3 separate regions of the Drosophila melanogaster genome follow, and all the other regions are linked to region 1. A link is a contact called in public Hi-C data. All regions are on one chromosome and are shown on one strand. The core of a region is the stretch at or near the end of the contact, and the rest is flanking DNA. Distances in the headings are between cores, read along the strand shown. Region 1 holds the start of CG18135. Region 2 holds the start of CG3902. Region 3 holds the start of Sfxn2 (Sideroflexin 2).

What was found. A called contact is a pair of places that touch in the nucleus more often than the background predicts.
Region 2: a Hi-C map of the Kc167 cell line shows a contact between it and region 1, with 9 times the contacts expected there. A contact is called at or near these places in 25 of 107 Hi-C or Micro-C datasets (the Clone 8 cell line, the D17-c3 cell line, the Kc167 cell line and 11 more) and 4 of 7 datasets of targeted methods (all in the Kc167 cell line).
Region 3: a Hi-C map of the Kc167 cell line shows a contact between it and region 1, with 2.2 times the contacts expected there. A contact is called at or near these places in 11 of 107 Hi-C or Micro-C datasets (the Kc167 cell line, the OSC cell line, the S2 cell line and 5 more) and 2 of 7 datasets of targeted methods (both in the Kc167 cell line).

The regions. Positions count from the first base shown.
Region 1 is chr3L:18,996,247-19,000,928 of dm6, reverse strand. It overlaps CG18135, which reads left to right and starts at 2,646. Exons shown (of 2, transcript NM_176346.2): 1 at 2,646-2,928. The coding sequence starts at 2,917. It overlaps CG3808, which reads left to right and starts at 321. Exons shown (of 4, transcript NM_140826.2): 1 at 321-630; 2 at 687-1,983; 3 at 2,078-2,421; 4 at 2,484-3,054. The coding sequence starts at 409. The coding sequence ends at 2,406.
Region 2 is chr3L:18,895,989-18,900,670 of dm6, reverse strand. CG3902 reads left to right here and starts at 2,378. Exons shown (of 4, transcript NM_140812.3): 1 at 2,378-2,531; 2 at 2,622-2,727. The coding sequence starts at 2,496. RpL26 (Ribosomal protein L26) reads right to left here and starts at 1,567. Exons shown (of 2, transcript NM_001316443.1): 1 at 1,532-1,567; 2 at 263-1,365. The coding sequence starts at 1,351. The coding sequence ends at 902. It overlaps arx (asterix), which reads left to right. Exons shown (of 2, transcript NM_140814.2): 2 at 1-76. snoRNA:Psi28S-2566 (a small nucleolar RNA gene) reads left to right here and starts at 4,215; the gene lies at 4,215-4,482.
Region 3 is chr3L:19,060,845-19,065,526 of dm6, reverse strand. Sfxn2 (Sideroflexin 2) reads right to left here and starts at 2,362. Exons shown (of 4, transcript NM_140829.3): 1 at 1,811-2,362; 2 at 932-1,200; 3 at 144-682; 4 at 1-77. The coding sequence starts at 1,826. It overlaps Ugt316A1 (UDP-glycosyltransferase family 316 member A1), which reads left to right and starts at 2,711. Exons shown (of 4, transcript NM_001300182.1): 1 at 2,711-3,524; 2 at 3,592-3,786; 3 at 3,927-4,140; 4 at 4,197-4,682. The coding sequence starts at 3,079.

The DNA.
Region 1 (4,682 bases), core at 1,397-3,896:
TTGGCCGTTCGTCATGAATCGGAATGCAAACTTATTCCATATTTAATTTCCCATCATTTGGATGGATCTGATAAACAACCAATGTGTCAACTAGATCTTACTTCCTTACGCAGAAATACACTGCCTTATTGACCTTGCTATAATAACCTAGATTTCGACTCTTGCCTTTCTTATGATGTTTCGAATTTGGCGCCAAGTGTGTTATGTATCCGTTATCTTTTGAGAGCCTGTAGAAGAGTTTTATGTATTTTAGAAAATGTTGATATTATTTAGCGAAGACACCCACCACCGGCATAGCCGCTGGTGTTTATATACATTTTAGACTGGACGGTCACACTGTTGCATCTTCACGTGTTTTCTTTCTGTTTATATTTCATTTTCCTTAATAAATCGGCTTCTTTTAAGCAAATGGAGTGTTTCAATGCGGAAATACCAGCTGACGGAGTGGTTAATAGCATAGAGACCGAAGAGATTTCGGAAAATGTAGTGAAAGCTGATGAAACCACGCTGGCAAATGGTGAGGATGAAGCCGGAAAAGCCGGCGAGGAATATGCTTACTTGGAGCGAAATGAATTCACTTCGGAAATATTCAAAGTTGAAGTGAAGAACATGGGATATTTCGGTATTGGGGTAGGTAGTTGAAATCTAAGCCTTTATATGAATATAACAACATTATAACTTTGCAGGAGTTTAAGAAGCTTTTGAGAAACACCCTCAAATTTGACGTGACCAAAATCAAGGCTCCAACTCGAAAAGAGTTCGCCTTTGTGTGCTTCCGCAGTCAGGAGGATCAACAAAGGGCCTTGGAGATCCTGAATGGATACAAATGGAAGGGAAAGGTGTTGAAGGCTCATGTTGCCAAGGCCTCGGCCGATCCTCTACAGAAAAAGCGAGCTGCCGAGGAACAGGAGTCGGAGAGAAAGCCCAAGAAACAACGTACGGCGGTGGAAGCCACGTGTCCTCTGTCGCACATTGCCTACGACCAGCAGATTAAACAAAAATCCGAGGAAATGTCGGCACTTCTGGCGAAATACACCCAGGAACTTCGGAAGGTCAATCCGCGGGCAAAGCCCCACTTGGATAAGTTCCAATTCCACGAGGTGCTTCCCTCACCCACCGTTAATGGGTATAGAAATAAAAACGAGTTCACCGTGGGAAAGAACTCCGTAGGCGAAGTGGTTGTGGGCTTCAGATTGGGCTGCTACAGCGATGGATCTGTGGAAGTAGCCGAGGTCGCAGACTTGCCACATCTACCGGAGCAGGCCAAGTGGGCTGCTCGCAGTTTCCAGGACTTGGTGAGGAAGTCCAAGTTCTTGCCCTTCAATCCGGACGGAAATATTGGCCACTTCCGGCAGCTAATGGTGCGGTGCTCCAGTGCCACAGGTGAACTAATGCTGGTGGCGGGCATATACTCCTCGAACTTAAGTGAAGACGAACAAGTTGAACTTAAGCAAGAACTGAAGTCCTTCTACGAAGATCTGGCAAATGATGCTCCGTACAAATGCAGCTCTCTGTATTACCAAGATGTCAAGCATCGGGAAGCAGGTCAGACGATTAATCCGGTGGAACACATTTCGGGCAGCACCCACATCACCGATACCATACAGGGTCTCCAGTTTCGAATCAGCCCACTGGCCTTTTTCCAAATCAACACAGAAGGAGCCAACGTGTTGTATCAAAAGGCCATTGATCTAGTTGCTCCTACTAAGGACACAACTATGTTGGATATTTGCTGTGGTACTGGCACCATTACCCTTGCGTTCGCCAAGCACTGCAAGAAAGTGATGGGCGTGGAGATCGTCCCTGATGCGATTAAGGATGCCGAGTTTAATGCGGAAGCGAATGGCATTAAAAATGCAAAGTTCTTTACAGGAAATGCAGATGATTTCATCAAGAGTATGGTGCGCGAAGCTCTCTACGATCAGGAGCCGGGTAAACCATTGGATCTTATTGCCGTGGTGGATCCCCCCAGGGCTGGACTGCGTAAGTTTACGTTGCTTAAATATTATAAATTTGCTGAATTATTTTAAGGTTCAAAGCGCTATACCTTTCCAAATTTCTTATTTGTTTTTTTCAGACCACCGCTCGATAGCCGCAATTCGATCAGCCGATGCCATCAATCGTCTGGTCTACGTCTCCTGCAATCCGCACAGTGCTAAGCGGAATTTCATCGAGCTGGCCAGACCGGAGTCTAAGCAATACAAGGGGGAGCCATTCTACCCAAAGTCCGCTGTGGCCGTTGACATGTTTCCCCACACCATGCACACCGAGCTGGTCATTCTGTTCGAGCGTGAACCTAAAACAAAGGCGGATGAGAAGTCATCGCCAGCGGAGGGAGCTGCACAGTCAAAGTCTGAGGCAACCGAAGAAGCTGTTAGCGAGGAGAACACCACATCCGTAACGTGACGTGTTTGTTGCCGGGTACAGTTCACTTCGCTGCAATCTCTTGCACATTTGCTTAATCTCTTTCTATAATCTTTTAGGTCAGTTGCGATTCGCTGAGACACCCAATATGTCTCAGTACCTCCTATCTGCCGCGATGCTGCCCTCTATCATTGTCTCTCTTTGTGGCGACTGCTCTACGACTTTTATTGTTTTAAATTGATTTAATTGTATTTACGCTGTGCGACGGGGAGGAAGTGGAAAAAGTGACAGAAGCGACTTCCTATTTAGCAAAAGACTAAGTTTAAAGCCCTGTTCAACTCGACATAGTCCGACATCCCCATCAGTGTTATTCAGGCCTCTGGAGGCCCCTGTGTGCGTGATAAGAATCGCTGCTCCGGTGGAAGTGTGGTGCTCATAAAGTTCTCATAAAGGTGTAGAAACCGCGTGAAAAAACAGCTGAGAGGTGCTACAAGTCCAACGCCCCCTCAAGGGCAAATTGATGAACAACGACCCTGACAACGATCATTGATCATGTCCGACCAGGTACCAGTTAACGATTATTTCATAGTCTAAACATATGTTCTATTGTTAAAAGTAGAAAGGGTAGTATTTAAAAGATGTTGACGTTGATATTGATCTATCAACCATATTAAAAGATTCGAAAATGACTTCATGCGTATGACGCGAATTCAGTTGTTTCGTTGTTTGTCTAAAGATAAGTTTTATTAATTTACTAAGGCAATTTGAGTTATGGCTGTTTTTTTTTATAAAGTTGAATATTTAAAAAGTCGTAGAAGTGCAATTAACTAGTTAAGGCCAGAGATGTGCCGTAATGAAATTGGCCAACTTAATAGTTAATACGTATGGGGCTGATCGCACGGATATTGCTCAATAAAATGTGTTTATATAAATCTTATCTAAGGTAAACAATCGCATTCGCTTATTTCGCCTTTCCGATTACATGTTCTTAACGAGAAGTGGTTGGATGATGTAAACAACAGATGTAGCCGTAAGCAAAGTCTTATAGAATAAAACAAAAAAATATTATTGTTTTGAAAAAGAGAACAACAAGCAAACGTGACCGATATCATGTTGAATATACTATGTAGAAAAACAAATCGGGACGCGACAGCCCTGAATTTTTATGCGACTCGACTTCCTAGAAGGGGGTGTGTTAATAGCACACGTACACACACATAAACATACATATAACTATAGTGGAAAGCCAAAATAAGCTTTCGTAAACATTAACGAAATAAACAAGAAAAACAAATAAATTGGACTTTGGAGCCAGTGGGGCGATTCGGCTACTCGGCAAATTGATTGTACAAAATATAGCAACATAAATAAATATGAAAACATTGTGCGCCGCAACTATTATAAATCAAGAGAAAAGGAGAAATTGGCAGGAAAGTGAATAAAATGCGGCTGAATTTGTTTATTCATTCGGCTATATTTATGGCCTCGTGTAAGCCAAGATATAGCAACAACTAGCAACACCCAAAATATGCGATTACGATCGGAACAGGGAGCCCAAGACCTTGACCGGAGAGCTTTGTTTCCGAAGCCGAAAAGCTTGAATAGTTCTTGCCTTATCAAACAAACACTCAACTAACTGTGCGATGTAAACAAACAGCGAGGAAAACAGCAAATTTTCAACCGACGAAAACCGGTTCCCCTAGAGAGAGATATATGGCGGTCTTCCGGAGAGAGCTTTTCGGCTGATGCCATGTCTGTGGATGTGGATGTCGATGTGCTGGTGGATGTGGACGAGAAGCTGCGGCGAGGGCCTGGCTACGACTACGCCCCACACATCGGACTGAAAACCGCTTCACGTGCGTAACACCATCGCCGCCGACAGCTGCACACGACCAACACGTTTTCTCGGCGGAGCAAATGGCCTCGTGGCATAGTGGGGGATGGACCGGGGTTTGGGTTCTCCAATGTGCTCTTGTTGTCATCCGCGCTCAGGCTGCGAGCTTTTGGATTGCGTGCTACGCCGAGCAGCGCAACTACACAGCACATTTTATGGGGAGTTTTAGTGGGATACCCTGTGAATGTGGGTATATTTGAAGACTGACCTCACGTAACTCGGCCGGGGATTGGGTTTCACTTGTGAATTTTGGTATGCAAAAGGGTTTGAGTATGTTTAAACTTATAATGGCAAAAGATAATCAATGAGTAAACATTATTTTATCCGACCAGCTAGTATATTGCACTGTATTTTCTAGTTATATATTCTTTTTATTGATTTAGCCCAAAGCAACATTCCTTGCTAATATTCTCCTAGTTATTCT
Region 2 (4,682 bases), core at 1,129-3,628, 100 kb after region 1:
ATGTGTAAACTATGTGCCTTTTTCCATTAACGACACAGATAATCGTGAAATAAAGCATTTCACTTTGTTTCTTATCAAAAAAAATACTCGTTTCTTACTCTTCCTTAACCTATCAGTTTATCCCCAACAATACCTTTATTCGTTTATACCTTTAATTCGTTATTGCCAAAGTGGGTATATAAATAGGGGAAATCCGACGTATATTGGTTTCTTTAGTTATCCTAATAATATTGGCTGTTTTTCAAATCGGTCTGTTCTGTTTATTCTACCTACAAAATGAAACTCTTTGGGAAAGTTAAATAGCTTTGAAAGTTTGCTGTTGATGCTTATCAAGATTGTATAGTAGGAATACACGATCGATTATACATGTAAGTAGCCATTACGTATTAAATCTGCTATTTTTGGATTTTTGGTTACAAGCTTAACTTAAATCAATCATTTGACTATTAATTTGAATGGATGGATGCCAAATACAGCATTTTATAAGTCCAAATTCAATGAAAACTCTATTTCAAGCTAATGCAAGTCAATTAAAGGTTTTAACTTTTAGAGTAACAAAAATATGGAGAAGATGGCAGTATAAGTTATATCTGAAACAGAATCTAATCGGGCAGTAATCAAACATCAATAATCTTTGCAAAACAAATAGCAGAGCGTCTCTTTTTAAACTACTCCAAAACTTCTCAGCTACGTCGGTTTTCCGGCACATTTATCTAAAACTTCATTCAGGGAAATAAGCCAACAGATCCATTTGTGAAAATCAACTTTCCTTTATTGTAAAGAATGGCGCCGTTTTCACACGCGATTTTTTTCAGATGTTTTGTTTTTTACACTAAGCGTTACGGTAAAAACAGTAAACAGCGACGTCCCAGTTGTCCAGAGCAGAGTTTTAGCCGGCGATTTACGCGGTCTCCATGGGCTGGGCGGCGGTCTCCTCGGTGTACTTGCCCTTATCCTTGCCGAGAGCGGCCAGACGACCCTTGCCGCGACGCTCCAGGATGGCCTTGCGGTCCTTGTCGAGCTTCAGCTTGACGATCAGCACCTTGCTGGGATGGATGCCCACGTAGACGTTGGTGCCGTTGGCGTTCTCGCGCTGGATCTTCTCGACGTAGACGACGAACTTTTTGCGGTAGGCCTGGACCACCTTGCCCACCTGGTTGCCCTTGAAGTGGCCGCGGATCACCTGGACCTCATCGTCGCGGCGGATGGGCATGGAACGCACATTGTACTTCTGGCGCAGCTCCTTGGAGAGGGGAGCGGACATGAGGCGCCTGCGAATGTGGGAGGGAGCCTGGAAGTGACGCTTGCGGTTCTTCCTGCGCGACGACGACACGAACGGGTTCTGTTTCATCTTGCTTGTGCGGGCTGTAAACAAAAAATAGGCACTGCTTTATTGGCGGGCTCTCCGAAATTCACAATAATTGCACGAACGAGTCGTGCGTTGTTTTCTCTGCTCGATTTCATTGTTTATGGGGCATAATATGTGGGGATGCCGGGCCAAAAACGAAATTAATCACGAAAACGCACTCACCGTCGAAAAATCAACGAAAAGAAAGAAATTTGACAGATGGGTCGCGGTTAGGGATGGCAAAGAGGCAGTGCTGGAGGTGGTATTTCGTAACGATAGTTAACGATGTTATCGGTTGTACTTGTCAGGGGTGAAGAGCATTGGATTCTACGTTTATAAATGGTTTTGATAGCTCATTTTCCTTCTTCTACGCTTATTTTTTTCCTATGAAATTGTTTAAATATTTACTGTTTTGTTTATGTCTTCCTGTAACTGTTTAATTTAATTCAGCTAGTATCGATAACACTGTCATCTCTAAGTCGTGAACTGTCAAATTCAAAGCATGTGCTTTGCAACACTTCAAGGGAGTGTGTCTTTGCTAAAATCGTGGTCTTGTTTTCACTGTTACAATTCAATATTTTCCAATTGGAAACCAGTTTAAATTTTTCCCAACTCGTGAAAAATAAAAATAATTTTAAATTTTCGTTAAACGTTTTTATTACGTTTTAAAAGCATATTTTTCACATGTCAACATACTGATAGTTATAATTTAATAACGGTTCTTAATACCTTTGTAAAAAATGAAATACAGATCAAGGATCTAACGAAAGGCCATTAATAAAGTAGATATGTAAGTAATATAAAAAATATAGACAAATAGTTTTAATAGAATCAATAGCAATTCAGTGATTGAATTCATATTTTTACCAGCGTTGAAGAAAGTTCAGTAACATCTGTTGATCATCCGCACTAACAGAATGTTACCGAAAAGCTCAACGAAATACAGCCCGCTGTTAACTAACATGGCGCTTCGCCAACAGCAACAGGTTTCCTATGGTCCACGATCCCCACATATGTGGAGAATGGAAATTCAGTCGCGTGTGAGCAGCCCACTTTTAACGTTGTGGTGTCTCTGGGGATCAGATCCAAAATTCAAAAAAGTCCAGTTTGGCCTCTTGATTAAATCAATTCTTCCACTTCATTCAAGATGATGAACAGCCTAAAGAAATTGCCCGTGCGCATGGTGAGTTGGCCACGCCCCCCTAACCGACACCTTTATACATACATATATGCCTACAACTAATTCCTTTTTCTTTATTAATTAACTTTTTAGCTGGCTAACGCTGCACGTCAGCAAAGTGCTGCGATGTCCTCGGCAACTGGTCTCCCCCCACCCCTCACCTTTCTCACCGACGATGAGAAAATGATGAAGGAGACTGGTGAGTATACCCTTTGGATCTAAATAGATCATAGTGTTAATGGTACTGTACACGGAGTTGTAGTCCCCATTTGATAGGCGTGTTTTTTCTCCATGTCGAATTTTTAGATATTTTTATGGTGTTTAGAACTTGCTTGGTGTTACGTAACACCAAGCATCGCATTTTAATGATGCTCTTGTTATTTATTAATTTTCCATTGTGCTAACCAGCTGAAGTCTTGCTGCACTACTATGTGTGTATTCGTATTTTTCGAGTTTTGTTCTTTTTTTTTTCCTTTTTTGCTGATAAAGTTTATTCAGTTGAGGGAAACGCGGAGGAGGCCGCTTGCCAGATAAGCACATTTTTATTTTGATAGTAGAAGTAAAATGTCACTAAGTATTAGTGGGTAGGTTTGTCCATTTTCTTTATGACGTTTGTATGTTTAAATATTACAAGATATACAATTTCCGATTTGATCCTTATTGTAAAATGACGATCAACGATTATTACCTTATAATTAATTCCTTATTAAATTAATTTTTCTGGCGATTATTATATAATTTGTAATGATTAATCCCTTAAATTTTTTGTAGTGTAATAAACCTAATATTTTTAAGGTAAATGAGGTCCTTGAATGTGTTTCTATGTTTATAATTTATTCCCTTTGGTGAAAAATATTTTTATCTATATAAAATAATTTTTAATAAAACTATTTCAGTATTTAATAATAGTATGCTTAAAAGTTACAAAATATTAATGATTCATCCCACTGAGGTCCTTAGGTGACAATTTTGTTATGTACTGCCATAATAAGGTTAGCTCTTAAAAATCATACGATTTCTTAAAGCTGGTTACATGCATGTTTAATGAATATAATTAAATTTAGAAAGTTACAAATAATATAATAATATAATATATATAATAATATTTCGAATATCGTGTTGTGTCAAATGTGTTTAAAAGTGTTCACTTAAACTAAATGAATATATGTATTCTTAAAAAGTGCACAATTAATGGCCGAAGAGCTAAAGCTGCCAGCTTGGCAAGTTCAAGGTCTAACCTTATAACAAGCTTTTTTCCCGATGGAAAAATTTTCCTCCCACCTGCTTAATTCTTTAAAAAATTATAATTAATTGATAATAATAATAATTTACCAGTGAGAAAACTTACCCAGGTGGGCTGAAGGAAAAAGGGGTGGGCCCCGCACACACGCCCACCCTGCTCACACACACACACACGCGTGTTCTAAAAATAGCTTTTGCCCACCGCCAACGCTGAACATCGAGTTTCGTCGCTGATATTTCTCGGTTGGCCGTGGTGTTCCTCGTTGAGCGGCCGGCACATAAAGAAAGCAATTTACCAAAGCGCGAGTTCGAGCCCTCAAATTATAAGCCTCTCTCATCCAAGATCCTCTCATTTCCCCTCCCACAGAGTACTGTTATTGCGTGCGCGGAATGTTTCTTATTAAACTTATATAGTGTCCTTAAGGATATCCTTTAACCACGAGTTTTCACAGGTCAGTCAGCTGTACGGTTCTGGTTTTAAACGTCAACCGAATAGCGTTACACCAGTGATAGAGCAATAAATGCGGCTGTGCCATTCCCCCTGTCCACCTGTGGCCACTGTTCTAGTGGCCACGCCGGGCAATCCGGGGCGTGGCACTTGGCCGGGCGCCCTTCCCTAGAGAGTTGAATTACCTGAGTGGGGGGAGGACGACGACTTGTTGTTGTTGTCCCCCTGCAAACCATCTAATTCCTAGTTGGGAAGGTTACATTTCCTTTTTATCACCGATCACCTTGTTTTTCCTCCATAATAATTAATAATCCTCGTCTCGCTTATCAGTCCCTCAACTGGACTCAATCTATATGGCTTCCCATATATATACATATGTACATATGTATGTGTGTTACATACAAATAATTCTAAGTGGGAAAGTATGTGTCTATATGGCCTAACTGTTGCGTAATCTGAGCTGA
Region 3 (4,682 bases), core at 1,113-3,612, 65 kb before region 1:
AGGTGCGCATAATCGAAGTGTCCAAGGAACACTGCTGTGGGAACAGGGCGCAGGCAGTGGGCACCATGAAGCAAAGGCTAAACATCAAAGAATAAAAAGATCAGTTAAAGGAACAAGTGGTCGTAGATGATAAAGTTACTTACAAGCACCCAACCAAAAGGGTCTGGAATGGAGCATTAATCCACTTGATGCGCCTGTAGGCAGGCAGTTTCTCCAGCCTCTCCATTATCAATGGCAGCACCAGCATTCCGGGCGCCGCCATCGCAATCCTGGACACAACCACCTCACCGATTCCTTTGATGGCTGCCAATCTACTCTGGCCCACAACCACTCCATCGTCGTTCTTCACCTCTATGCCATTGATTATCTCATTTTGTCGCATCAGCGGAATGTTCACGAAGTTGGCTGCCGCCACAGCTGCGAAGGGCACAAATCTTTGGAACAGCGGAGTCGCTTTCTTTGACCAATAGTTCTTGCATCCAATAGCAGCTACCAGAGCCGATGTCGTGGCGGATACATAGGCCACGCCCAGCTGCGTAACGCTAGTTGGCGAGTTGGCATTGCGATTCGTGTAGTTAACAACCGCATTGAAGGACTGGTTGATGAACTGCCAGAGCACCACGGCGGGCACGGTGCGATAGAAGGCCAGCATGCCACCGGTGATCAACATGCCTCCGGGTACCTGAAGATAGACCAAATACACAAAGCAATTAGTAAAGCTTAAATATGTAAGCATCGATTTAGATAAGCCCTTAAGGGAACAGGTTCTTTGATGCTAAAACCAACAAAATGCTCGAAGATTTGGCATTCCGAGCAATTGGTCTTGATATCGTCGTGCCTTCCTTGTGTTTTTGGCAACCCATTCACAAGGCGTCCACGCCAGACGCTTCTATTTTCAGCGACCACGTGCCGAACCCATCTCGAGACTTGCCTGAAAACTCATGCGGCCGCAAAAGTTCTGCAGCTCGCCGGTATCCGGATGAAAGGCTGAGTTGTACAGCTTCATGTTGTAGTGCACCTCCTCCGGCTTCAGCGGCGGGGATTGGTCACCTTTCCGGTAGCGTTCAACCATTGCTTTGGCTTCCAGCAGGCGATCGCTGGATACGACTACGGTGCGGGGGTCCGTCATCCAGGCGAAGTACTGGAAGCGCCCAGCGAAGGTGCTGAGATCGAAGAGTGGCTTGTCCACATCGATGAGGGCTAGGGTTAGGGATTGGTTGGGTCAGTGGGCATAGAATGATCGTATCTCTGGGCTCTCTCAAATATCAAATTTATTAAGTACATTATTTTAGATACTGCTACTATTTGAAGATTGTTTAAAATTTGATGAAAGTACATTTATTTTGGCTGCCACGTTATATATTAAAGTGTATTAATTGAAATATTACATACAAGCTCTAGCTGACTTTTAATTTTTAAAATATGTAGTTTACAGAATTTTGAGAATCAAAATGGAAATAATAAAAAATTATGGCTATAGATTTATTAATTCTTAAAACTTTTTTAACAAATGAATAGATTCATTTATACAATAAATTGATATTAGAAAGTGTTGAGTAAATGTCATAATCAGTCTTATGTTTTTGAAAAGCTTTCGAAAAAAAAACACAACAAAACTGATTAGATAATGAAGATGCTGTGAAATGAATATCCTTTTATGTTATTTATTTTCACAAAATATGCATAAGAAATGATTCATCAAAAACTTATTTGCTTTGATTCCTCTATGTGTATGTATTCACTTGAATGCTCAATATATTCGATATTCGTGGGAGCCCATATAAAGTGGTGGTTTTGATTTGATTCTTACTTGATACCTGCGACATTTTGGCTGCTGATCCAATTGCCTAACTGCTTGTAATTTGTAATTGCGAGCGGCTTACGTAAGCAGTAACTTTCAGCTGTTGCCGGTTTATGGCGGCTTGCTTTTGTTATTGTTGTTGTTTTGGCCGCTTGCGCTTTTGGGCAGATTCTCACCTTATGTGTTTGCTTAGGGCCGATTTAACAGCAAATGATTCGTTTTAGCCACGCACCTGATCCGCCAGCTGTTCAATTCACTTTTCTGCCTCGTAATGCGGTTCAAATGTTCACTTTTTATGTCGCTCTCCGTTTTTTTTGGCACTCTTCCAATTGGAAAAAAAGTTGTTTTGTTTGCCGCTCTCTGTTTGTCTTTTTTCGCTCTGAGTTTGTGCATCCACAAGTACTTGCTGTGCTCGCCGCAACCTCTCAATTTAGCACTTCTTTTGTTGTGCAATTTGCCGAATGATTCGCAAACTCAGTCGCGTATAAATGCAATTTTCAAATTGTTTACTGCGATGGTAAGGAAGAAGAAGCAATGTGGCGGGGTGGGGGTGGCTTTGCACAATAGTGGGACCGTGCGTAGATCAGGCGGGAAAAGCCACAGGCAAGCAGTGGAAGGTGCCATGGCTTCAAGCAAGCAGTTCATGTTCGCATAAAAATATGCAGTAATCTCTAGAAATTCAATAATGTAATGTAATGTATAATTCAGTAACTTTATTATTAATCATGTTAAAAGTAAGGTATTCAGAGCACGAGTGTTTTTTCCATGGCACAAGTTTTGTATACTCGCCAACTGCTTGCTATTAAGACACGCTTTAAATTTCAGATGTTAACGCGGCATCGCTAATGCTTCTTTCAGCTGCAAAATAGCTAGATTTGCCGGTCTGAACAGCTAGCCGGACATCTCTGAATGCCATTCGCAGGAGACGACGACAAAGCCGCAGTTGTTGCTGCTGTTCTTTTCACTTTCGTTGCGTTTTGCACTGCATTTTATTTGGCAATTTGTGTGCATTTTTCAACAGCTGTGATATTTTGCCATCGCATCGTGGCGGCAAGATGATGAAAATCGGCGAAAAAAGCGGGAGCAGAAGCAGCAGATAATAATAGAAGCCACGTACTTGTGCGTGTGTGTGCGTTGTGTATGGGCTGAGCGCCAGTGTTTGTGTGTGTTTTTGCAAAAAAAAAAAAAACCGGAAAAGCAGAAACACAGACACGAATGCGGATGCGGATGTAGAAGCGGATGCAAAGGCCACTGCGGATATAATCCACAAACACAAAATGCAAATCCTGCAAGTGTTTCTGGGCACGCTGCTCTGCGGCATCGTCCTGGGCGCCAATGTACTGACAGTTTTTCCCAGTGTCTGGAAATCCCACTATCTCTTTGGCCGGAGATTGCTTCAGGAGCTGGTGGAGAGTTCGGGCAACCACTCCGTAACTCTGATCAGTCCACATGCCGCGCAGGAAGGTGTGGATGCGGAAATACCCAAAATCAGGGAGCTGCGCATCGAAGGGCTGCGGGAAAACTGGCTCGACATGGGCATGAGTTTTGAGGCCGAGGAAATGCGGGCCCAGAGTGTGATGGAAAGGTTCACCCGGCTGATCTACGCTGGCACCACCAATGTGGACATTTTGCTGTCGGATCCCCAGGTCCGGAAGCTCCTGACCAGCGGCGAAAAGTTCGACTTACTCATAGTGGACCTGTTCTTAAGCGATGCTCTGCTAGGGTGAGTCCGAAAGCCAAAAACGGGTTTCCTTGGTATATATTTCAAATGGAAATCTGTTCTCTTTTAGCTTGGCCTTCTACTATGGCATACCCACCGTTGCAGTCAGTCCCACTGGCGCGAATTCCTGGCTGAATAACATGTTTGGCAATCCGCAATCGTCCTCACTGGATCCCAGCAATTTCCTGCCCTTCACGGAGAGAATGAACACGAGGCAGAGGATTCTAAACTCGCTTATGAGCACCTTTGAGCGCTTGACCTACAAGTACGATCTTACTGCAGTATAACTTGTATAATTGTGTAGCATTTCGAGACAAGTTAATCATCAGCAATTTATATTATCAATAGGAAAATAATCTTTCTTTACATTCAGTTTAACAGGATCCGTTTTTTTGTATTTTGCAGCTTTTTCCACTTGATCTCCCAGCAATCCGTGTACACAAATCACTTCGAACTGCTCGTTAAGGAGCTGCCGCTTTATAGAGATCTGACAAAGAATCTCAGTTTGGCCTTGATTAACTCGCATCCAGGCCTACATTATCCCCGTGCATATTTGCCCAACATGGTGGAAGTGGGCGGCCTGCACTTAAGCCACTTAAATGATGACAATTTGCCAAAAGTATGTCTAAATGCATTCATTCATAAATTCAAATCACTTACTTTAATTGTTTTTAGCATCTTCTGTCGTTCATGGAATCGGCTCCCAGTGGGGTTATCTATTTTAGCCTGGGCGCCGATGTGGAAACAGCTCAACTGCCTCAGGAAAAGTTGGCCATTATTCTGGATGTGTTTGGCCACCTCAAGGAGTTTCACTTCTTGCTGAAGTGGGAAAAGGAGGAGTTTACGGCGGAACAGGTGCTGCCAGAGAACGTTATGATTGCTGACTGGTGGCCACAACAGGCCATCCTTCACCATCCGCAGGTCAAGATGTTTATTAGCAGCTGCGGTCAGTTGAGCGTTTGGGAATCGATTAGTGGACAAAAGCCAGTACTTGCCATACCCATTCTAGCCGAACAAGAGGTGATGGCTAAGCGCTTGCAGCGACATGGAGTCTCCGTGACCGTTGGCTACGACTCGTTAGCTTACGATTCGCTGCTCCACGGCATAAGACAGCTCACCCTGAATACCAGCTATGTGGAGAAGTTGGGTCAACTCAAAGAA